Regions from separate parts of the Cricetulus griseus genome. Here region 1 is linked to region 2. Evidence: chromatin contacts called from public Micro-C data. All regions are on one chromosome and are shown on one strand. Each heading gives the region's core, a stretch centred on a gene start, on an enhancer-like site or on the middle of the called end of the contact. The rest is flanking DNA. Distances are from core to core; before and after follow the strand shown.

Region 1 (4,945 bases), core at 1,561-4,060, 47 kb before region 2:
CGCAGTTAAGAGTGCTTACTGATATTCCGGATGACCTGAATTTCAGTGCCCAGCATCCATGCTGGGCAACTTACATCAGCCTCTAATTCCAGCTCCAGGGGATCTGACACCCTATTCTGGCCTCCCAGGCACAAGCACACACATGAACACCCCACCACACACATAAAAAAAAAAAATTAACAATACATTTTTTTAAACTATCAAGTCTAGACTAGACATCCGAGGCTAGGGGTGATGCTGAGGGTAGAACACTTGCGTAGAATAGACATCTAAGGTGAACTAGATCACTCTCAGCTACAGAGCTGAGGCATGAAAGAAAATGTTAATGGTAATTATCTCTAAGACGTGCAACTGCGTGTGCGTAAAGACAGCGGGGGGGGGGATGGAGGGGGAGAGAAAGAGAGAAAGAGAGAGAGAATTTTCCTAAGTATTTTATAAGCCAAACTGGTGAGAAATACCCTTAAAGACAGGGAAACCAGCCTGGAGAATGGAAACTTGACAGGCAGAGAAAGAAGCATCATGAGACAGAGAACTGTGAGGTTAGGGCGTGCTATGGATCCAACCCCACTCCAGGCTGCTGCTTTGCAGGCTTGGCATCCAGCTGGTAGTGCTATTTTAAGAGGCCGTGGAACCTTAGAAGGTGGGGTTTGGTTCCAGCACTCTTGGCTTCCATCCACCATGATGTGAACATCAAACTCTCCCACTGCCATGACCTGTTTTGGGATATTTGTACACTATGTGAAGATATGCTGCTGTGATTGGTTTAATAAAGAGCTGAATGGCCAATAGCTAGGCAGGAGATCTAGGCAAGATTTCTGGGCAGAGGTGTGCAAGATACCATCGAGATCTGGAATGAGTCGGACACACAAAATAGGAGAGGTAAAAGTCACATGGTAGAACACAGATTAATAAAAATATGGGTCAATTTAAATTATAAGAGCTAGTGGGGCCGGGCATTGGTGGCACACGCCTTTAAACCCAGCACCCGGGAGGCAGAGGCAGGCAGATCTCTGTGAGTTCGAGGCCAGCCTGGTCTCAGAGCGAGTGTCAGGATAGGCTCCAAAGCTACACAGAGAAACCCTGTCTCGAAAAAACAAAAACAAACAAACAAACAACAACAACAAAAGAGCTAGTGGGACAAGCCTAATCTAAGGCCAAACTTTCATAATTAGTAGTAAGTCTCTTGTGTAGTTATTTGTGAACTGGGAGCCCAAAAGGAAAGTCTGCCAAGCTTTTCTGCCGTGGTGGACTGCAACTCTCTCAAACTGTACCAAACAACTCTTTCTTCCCTTAGGTTGCTTCTATCAGGTGCTATGATCACAATGACAAGAAACTAATAGAGAGACTGGAGGAATACCACAATCAGGGAAGCCAAGCCTGTCATTCCAGCCACACGAGAAGCTGAGGTAGGTGGGTCCTTCAGAGGCCTAGGAGTTCAACAACAGTCTGGATGGCACCGAGGCAGCTCACCCCAAGAAACAAAAACAGCAATTTAAAGAACATACAGAAAAGCCAGAGGATTTACAACCAACAATTGGGAGTAACTGAAGGTTTTTAAATGGGACCTTTTATAATAAAAATAATACCTTTCTGGGGCTAGGGATGGAATCAGCTAGAAGAGCTGGACAGCATGCACCAAAGTCCTTGGGTGTGGTCCCAGCCTATACTGACTGGGATAGTGATACATGTCTACAATTTCAGCACTTGGAATGTAAAGGCAGGGAGACAGAAATCCAGTGTCATCTGTGGCTCACTGCATTGTTTGGGGGCCAAACCTGAGCTTCAGGAGGCGCTGTCTCAACAAACAAACAAACATACACACACCTTTTATTTTTGGTGCAGGAGACCCACCCACCTTACAGAGAGTATTAGGATTTACTCAGAGTCTAATGGTTAAAATAGGTCACAGATAAAACATGCTTGAACAGGCAACACGGTTGTGCTGGGCCAAACATCTATACATCATGGCCTCCTCAAAGGGGTCACATAAAGTTATCCAGTGTAACAAATGATTGCTGTTATGTTCTTTCTACCACATACTCCTAAATAAGACTGAGTGCTGAGTTAGTCGTGCAGAGGTGGTGGTTTTGGAATCATCCCGAAGGCAGCAGGGCTCAAGGAGGCTGAGGCCGGTATTCACTGAGCAACTTGTGGACACCCTGCTTCCCCTGAGTCCTGCCCACTTCATGAATCTAGGCCATCATTCTTAAAACAAAACAAAACAAAATGTTGATCAAGCACTTGAAACACGGGAACCACGACACAGACAAGTGACAGGCAGGAATACCCTCACTCATTTAAGTGCTGCTATTTGAGTCCTTTCTGTCTTCTCTCAATGTAGAGTTCGAAAGGGCTCCGAGCAGTGGGTGCTCTGCCATCAGCAGGGCCTCATCTTAGGTGCCTGAGTTACTAGATGTCCAAGGTACAAAGTAGACTTGCTGGAAATGGAAATGACCAGGTGAGGCTTCTTCATTCACACCTGCAGCAACTTCTGCTGCTGGCTTCGTGGCTAGGAACTGGCTATCTCGTACAGGTACGTACACAAACAGGTCCTGTGGGGCAAATGCCACTCTTGAGCAACTCCCATCTCACGTGAGTGGAGGCCGTGACCTGGAGCACCAGCAGGCTGCCAGGAGGGGAGTCTGTCTTGGGAGGTTTATGTCACAGGCCTGGAAGTGGTTTTCTGGAGGCCATCATCACCATGATTCCCAGAAGGACAATTCCTAAAAATAGGTGATGATCTCTCTCCTGTGTAATTATGTTACGATCAAGCAGCTGACATTCTGACAAGTCATTAGTCACAAGCCGTACTGACTCAGATTCCAGCCTGCAGAAGGGATGACCTGGGCCACAACTTACTAAGGGTTTTTTACTTGACAGCTCTCACAGTACTCAGCCTCAGCCCTACCCTAAGACAACGGGGCTGTATTGGTAGGACCTATGTATGCGTCTCCTACAGCCATGAGGTGTCTACTATTTTGCTTCCAAATCACTTGAGTCCAATGATTTATTTCTTTTCCCTCTTTCTCCTTGCTAATTTTAACCCAACTCCAAATTAATATTTTTTGAGAGATAACGTAATGCTTGGCCCCTCCTACCACTTCTCATGACTGAGGAATGAACATCAGCACAAAACATCTTGTGGTGGCCTCAGAATAGAAAGGAAAGTTAAAGTTTTAATTTTTTTTCCCCAAAGCTGCCAAAGCACTGCTTTACTGTAACTTCTGCTCTATGCACTGCTTGCCTCCTCTTCCTCCCATGTAGCTATATTTACTAAAGCCTGAATGCAAGGGGCGTACACAAAGCAAAGCTAAACATAGGTTCTTTGAGTCAGTAAGTCCCGGTCTACAGGGAGGCACTAAGAAAGCAGCCTCCTGTGGACACCAGTGAGAAGCACTGAGCACAGACAGCAGAGTTGAGTGCCTGCAGCAAGGCACACAGGCCACCACCCTCCTTCAAGCACTGCCCACTCTCGCCCCTTTGAGCTATTTCAGCAGTGTGGTAGACGCTGATGTTACCACTACGCCATACCCTACTCACTGAGGCTGCCTGGGAAGGAAAGGGACACATGGAGAAGACGTATCTAATAGCAAGAAAGCATGGAGAGGTGCTGGCAGACTTGGGAAGCCTGCCATGCTTCTCAGACACAGCTTAACTGCAGGGGCTCCATACCATAAGCTCACCGCCAGTCACTGATCTCACTCTTAGCTTAAGCTCATTGACTCAAGGAGTCCTGTGGGACCCGAGGACAGGGAAGACACTGCAGTTCTGGTTTTCTATACAGATGATAAGACTACAACAGCAATTAAGTTCTCTGAGAAGAAATTCTTGTCCGTCAGGCATTCAGGATGTGAGTCGAAGACAGATGATCCTACAGGCTCTCGCTGTAAGAACAGGGGTCATGGGTGCGGAGACAGCAACTACACCTGTTAAAATAGACTACCACCTTTCCCCAAACCAATGGCAGAGACCTGTGGAGAAAAATGTGCATTTTCTAAGGAGCTAAGAGCGGGGTAACAAGCTTATTGTCCACAACAGTTGACCACTACAGTAGAGCCCACGCCACCACCTACTATCTAATGGGAAGCTCTTGTCACACACACTCTAAATAAAGATTTAGATGTATTTTTACCATGAGAGTTTCACCTGTGTGTCTGCCTGTTCATATCTGCTTGGCCACTGTCCTCTTGTCACTCTTTATATGCAGATGGTTCTTTTTGTTTCACCAAACCCTCTTTTGCTAATACACACACAAATTCTATTACAACTATATTTTTCACCCCATTCCCCTCCCCCCAAGACAAAACTGGCTGGCTGGCTGGCTGAGTTTGCCTCCTAGCCCTTGTTTGCCAACACATGGCCCACATAGAGTACTAAGTACTTTCATTGTAAGGGCTGGACTCTTAGCTTCACGCTAGCTTGTGGTATACAGTGAGACTCTGCTCTCTCTGCAACAAAGCAGGAGACATGTGCAGTTGTTTGATTTGATTTTAATTTAGTAGTAAATAATTTAGGATGTTTAGGATTGTACTACCTGGGGAGAGGGGAGAACGCTTTCAAGACACGGCTAATGGGAACATAAACTAGTGCGGCCAACGTGGAAATCAGTGTGGAGTCTCCTCAAGAAATACTGAAAATAGAACCGTGTGACTCAGCTGCACCATTACTGCATATAGGCTGCAGGAATCTAAGTCAGTGTGCCAAAGACATACCAGAACACCACATGCACCACTCCCCATAGCTGAGACGTGGAAGTCTTGATGACCATCAACAAGTGGATGGATTAAAAGCGCTGGCACATATGCACAGTGGAAATGCACAGCACATACAAAAAAATATTATTCCCCTGTAAAAAGGAATGAAATGATGTCGTTAGCAGGAAAATGTATGGAACTGGAGATCATGCTAAGTGAAACAAGCTGGGGTCAGAAAGACAAATACTGGG
Region 2 (4,339 bases), core at 870-3,369:
AATTTATGATAAACAACGTAATCGGTAGCAGCCAACTGAATCTACCTAGTGTTCTCCATCCCGACCCCTAATTAGTCACCAAACAGTTTGCAGGCACAGAAAACACCTTATATAATGAAAGTAAAAATAATAATAACAATAATAACTTTCTAAGCTATGTATCTCCACTAACAAACAAAAGCCCTTTAAAAAATAATAGACATTTTTTTAAAGTTGACCACATTTTTTTAGTTGGAAGTCCAATCGCAGAGAAGGAAAAAAAGAAACTAGGCAAAATATATTTACCTTAGCTTTTTAGAGACTGAGTAATCGACCTCCATGATTTTCCCATGCAATTCCACTTTACCTTTAAAACAGAAACGTAAAGTACTCAGAACCTCCTCGAGTCAAACCCGCGGGGGTCTAGGAGGGGCACGCACACTAACTGCGCCCTCGGGCTCCGCCTTCTGGAGCCTTCAAGGGGTCCTCCACCCCGCCGCAGCTGGGCGAACTTAGCTCCAACTGTGATGAAAAGTGGGCGCCACGGGTGGCGGACGAGGTGGGAAGGGCACTAGCCCGGTTCCGACCCAGGTATAGCTGTGGGTGGCATTACCGGAAAACACACTTAATAAAGAGCGGCGCCAATTTGAAAAGATGAGCTCATTTGAAACTCAAGCTGCAGGGCTGGTGCGCCCCGGCTTCTCCGGCCCCCAGCTCCCCATTCCACCATCCGGGGACCCCGAGGCTCCTGGGCGCTCGCCCCCCACCCCCCCACCTTCACCCTACCACCCTCCCTGCCAGCGGCCCCGGGGACACCCGCAGGCGTCCCCCGCTCTGCGGCCGCCTGCTTTGGGGTGACCCCCAGGTCTCTCCAGTACACCCTGCCGCACAAGTTTTCAAGGAAGGGGTTCTCTCCGGGGTCGGGGGTCGCAGGCCCGAGGAGCGTGGTCCGCCGCGTGCGTGTGCGGGATGCGAGTTGGGAACGCGCGCGCGGGCGAGAGTCGCACTCCGACTCCCGTCTGAGCTCCAGCGCGCTCGCGGGCCCCCCGGTCGCCTCTTTCCCGGTTCTCAGCCCGGGCCCCCACCGAGTTGAGACAGGGTACCTCGTAAAAAGGTGCTTCTGGCCGAGCAGGAGGCGGGGAGACGGGAGGCGGAAAGCCCCCAGCCCCGAGTTCTTCTCAATAAAATCGGACAAAAAATTCAGGGAAAAATAGGAGCGCTTCCGAGACCAGCGAAAGGGAAGTGAGCTTCGGGAAAAGACCGAGGGAGATGTGCGGTCCGGCAGGGGCCGGGTGGGGGGGAACCCCGGGACCTCGAAGGGTTCAGTAGGTAAAGTCGAGGACCTGCAGAAAGTGGGGGGCCGGGGGGCAAGGGGGGTCTCAAAAAGGAGACTGCGGCTCGGGAGACGGCAGAGGGTGAGAGGTCTTTGGCACGAGGCATGGGAAGCAGGAAGGTCTGGCCAGGAGGAGAGGAGATGCTGGATTTAGGGGGGCCCCTGGCAAAGAGGGCACTAGAAGGGTCAGAAAAAGGGAAAACGGGGGGACTCTGCAAAGGTGGGGGCGGGGGAAGCTCCGCAGAGCAGCTGGGCACGCCGGGGCGCTCCTAGGGAGCCAGCGAGCCTGGGGACCCTCGGAGGATCACAGGGTCGCCCCGAGGCTGAGGCCCGAGGGTCTAGGTTAGCCCCCGCTGTGGGGGCAGGGCAGCCGGCCGTCCCGGAGCCCGCCCGCCCGCCGCCAGAGTCGCGGGACTGGTGCGTGGAAGTGAGCGTGCGGCGCGGGAGTCGCGGCGGGCGCGGCCCGTGGGGCTCGGCCTCCCCGCTGCCACCGTCCCGAGCCGGCCAGGCGAGGCGCGGCGTGGGTCGCGCGGGTGCTCACCCGAGAGGGTCTCGATGGCGCGGATGGCCCAGTTCTGGTCGGGGTAGTCCACGAAGGCGTAGCCGGACTTGAGCAGGACCTGTCCCGCCAAGGGCAGCTTCCTGTCCCCGAAGAGCTGCCGGAGGTCGTCGGCGGTGACGGCGGGGCTCAGGTTCCCGATGTACAGCTTGTTCATCATCCGCGTCTTCCCGAGAGCCCGCGGCTCCTCCGGCCCGGCACCCGGCGCTCCCGCCGCCTCTGCTGCCCTCCTCTCTCCTCCTGAGCCCGCCCCCGCCCCCACCCTCGCCCTCAGCCTGGCTCCCCCCACCGCGGCCGGCCCGGCCCGCCCGGGGGCAGAGGCGGAGGCGGGACTCGGCGCGGCTGCCTCCTCGGGGCAGAGTCCCGGGCGGGCGCGGGGACAAAGCGCTCGCTCTGCCTCCCGGTACCGGGGCGGCGACGGGCGACGCACCCCGCGCGCCAGAGAGTTGGACCGGCCTGTCCACCGCCGAGAGTGCGCGCCCTGCCCGTCCCGCGCCGTCCCGCGCAGCGCGCTCCGATGGCTCGGCGCTCCCCAGGCTGCGCGCCGGACTGGCGGAAGCGGCGGCCGCCCGAGAGGGGCCGGGAGCGGCTTTGCGTCGCGGCGCGCGGGAGAGGGGCACGGGCGTGGGCGGGGTGTGTGCAAGGTGGACCGGGTGTGGGCGCGCGGCGGTGAGGTGCACAGCGAGGTGAGAGGCGCACGCCACGGCTGACAACTTTCCCCCTGCGCGTCCAGGGCCATGCGCGGATCCGGATGTTGGCTGCAAGCTAGGCTCTTGGAGAAGGGGGCGCATGTGGTCAATGAACGGGGGACTGCGCCGGCCTCTCCCCGAGACCATGTATCCTAGGAAAGTTGCCCTGGCTCTGGGCCTCGGATTTCCTCACCCAAGCAGAGAAAAGAGAGCAGGACCTGAGGCCAGTGGTGGCCAGGTGGCACCCGAGGAGACCACGATGCTTGATGCCAGGCTGAGCGGCCGGTTCGGTTCCAGAGCCTGGGAGGTTCTGTTTTGAGCTCTGGAAGGGACAAGAAGGAAAGATGCCCTTCAACGCAGAGGACCTCGGAGAGGCAGGGTTCTAGATCCCCTCCTGGAAAGGAGGCTTTACAAGGACCCGTGGGAATGTAGGGCTACAGAAGAGGAGAAATGTGCCTACAGAAGAGGAGGGATTCTGCGGTGAGATGACTGGGTTCAACATGGCAAGTGTCTGTTGGAATTTAGAGGGCTTACATCGTGGGAGGTATGGCTGGGTGCAGAAGTGACCTTGGGCTATAGGGCAGAAGGCCTGTCTACTCCGTCCTCAGACCCAGCAGTGTGCCCCAAAGTGTGCCAACACCCCTGAGCCTGCTTTATCTGTAAAAGAAGTAAAGCAACCACCCTGGTGAGGGTGACATAAAGGCTAGGTAAGTAATGTGTGACACACTGAAGGTTTGCTTCCATTTCTTTGTCCAGGGAACCTAGGAGCTTAAAAACTTTGGGTGGAGGTGGGAGCTGTCCTTAATTACTTGTCTTGAGAAGGAAATGATGAAATCTTTTTCCTTTAGATTATTTACTGACATTTCAATTCTAGCTTTCATCAAGTAGTCACACATTTCCTCCTCTCTGGATTTTACTGCTGCTGGAATTGGGAGCTGCTTTGCTGCTGTTCTCAGACGGACAGATAAACCAGGGATAGATGCTTCCTAACTAAAATGTGGAAGAAAATCACAAATGAAAACAATTTGGTGTGCATTAATCACTGGGGACTGGAAGCCAACCACCTTCAGATTATTCACAGAAATGATCCTAATTAGGGTGGTCACCACTCTATGAAAGGGTATGTTTGCCTATTTGCAGTAAGTCCTAGTTCCAGGCTACCAAAGACAAAGAAGGAACTGTCGTGGATTGGTGGTCGTCTTCCTTTTTGAAAGGTTTTTATGCCTTTTATGTTGCATCACATTTTTGAATATGGCAAGTGTTTGTTGCAAAACCATGGCTGCTGTTCTGGGCAGTGTACACAGTCTCCCAATTCTTACTTAGGATGGGTGGCTCTTTATAGTCAGTAGGATCACTTTCAAATTCCTTTCTGAGAACTGGCTGCTTTTTGCTGTCTTTGGTATGTTCTGCCCTGCAGGCATCTTTTAAACAGTGCTACTGAAAGACCAGTGAGCATGAAGGACACTTTTCTCCACACCTCCTGTATTCTTGACTTTTCTTGGTACTATGACAAAATATCTGATCAAAGAAGTTGAAGGGGAAGAAGTTTTGTTTTGGCTCACAGTTTGAGGATACAGTCTGTGGTGGTCACATTGCAGTCACAGTCGGGACAGAGCTGAATGCTGGTGTTCAGGATGCTTTCTTCTTTTTATGTTGTCTAGGACCCCTGCCCATGAAAGGTGCCACCTACATTTACACTGGGTCTTCCTGCCTAAACCCAGCCCCTCACAGACATGCCCACAGTCTCATCAAATTGACAAGATTAAGCATCATAACATT

The links. A called contact is a pair of places that touch in the nucleus more often than the background predicts.
Region 1: a Micro-C map of the CHO-K1 cell line shows a contact between it and region 2, with 1.9 times the contacts expected there. The contact joins the enhancer-like site here to the promoter of Igf2bp2 in region 2. A contact is called at or near these places in 2 of 8 Hi-C or Micro-C datasets (both in the CHO-K1 cell line).

The regions. Positions count from the first base shown.
Region 1 is chr4:66,787,891-66,792,835 of CriGri-PICRH-1.0, reverse strand. All of the region lies in intron 2 of Igf2bp2 (insulin-like growth factor 2 mRNA-binding protein 2), which reads right to left. Among named protein-coding and RNA genes, the nearest start is that of Igf2bp2, 48 kb to the right of the region's middle. Within about 2 kb of position 2,810, at least 1 of the 6 cell types and tissues checked has open chromatin away from gene starts, as enhancers often do. A contact at or near this core is called in the CHO-K1 cell line, where this site is marked.
Region 2 is chr4:66,740,354-66,744,692 of CriGri-PICRH-1.0, reverse strand. It overlaps Igf2bp2 (insulin-like growth factor 2 mRNA-binding protein 2), which reads right to left and starts at 2,119. Exons shown (of 16, transcript XM_027413005.2): 1 at 1,854-2,119; 2 at 286-346. The coding sequence starts at 2,031. LOC118238804 (a long non-coding RNA gene) reads left to right here and starts at 2,193. Exons shown (of 2, transcript XR_004769973.1): 1 at 2,193-3,267.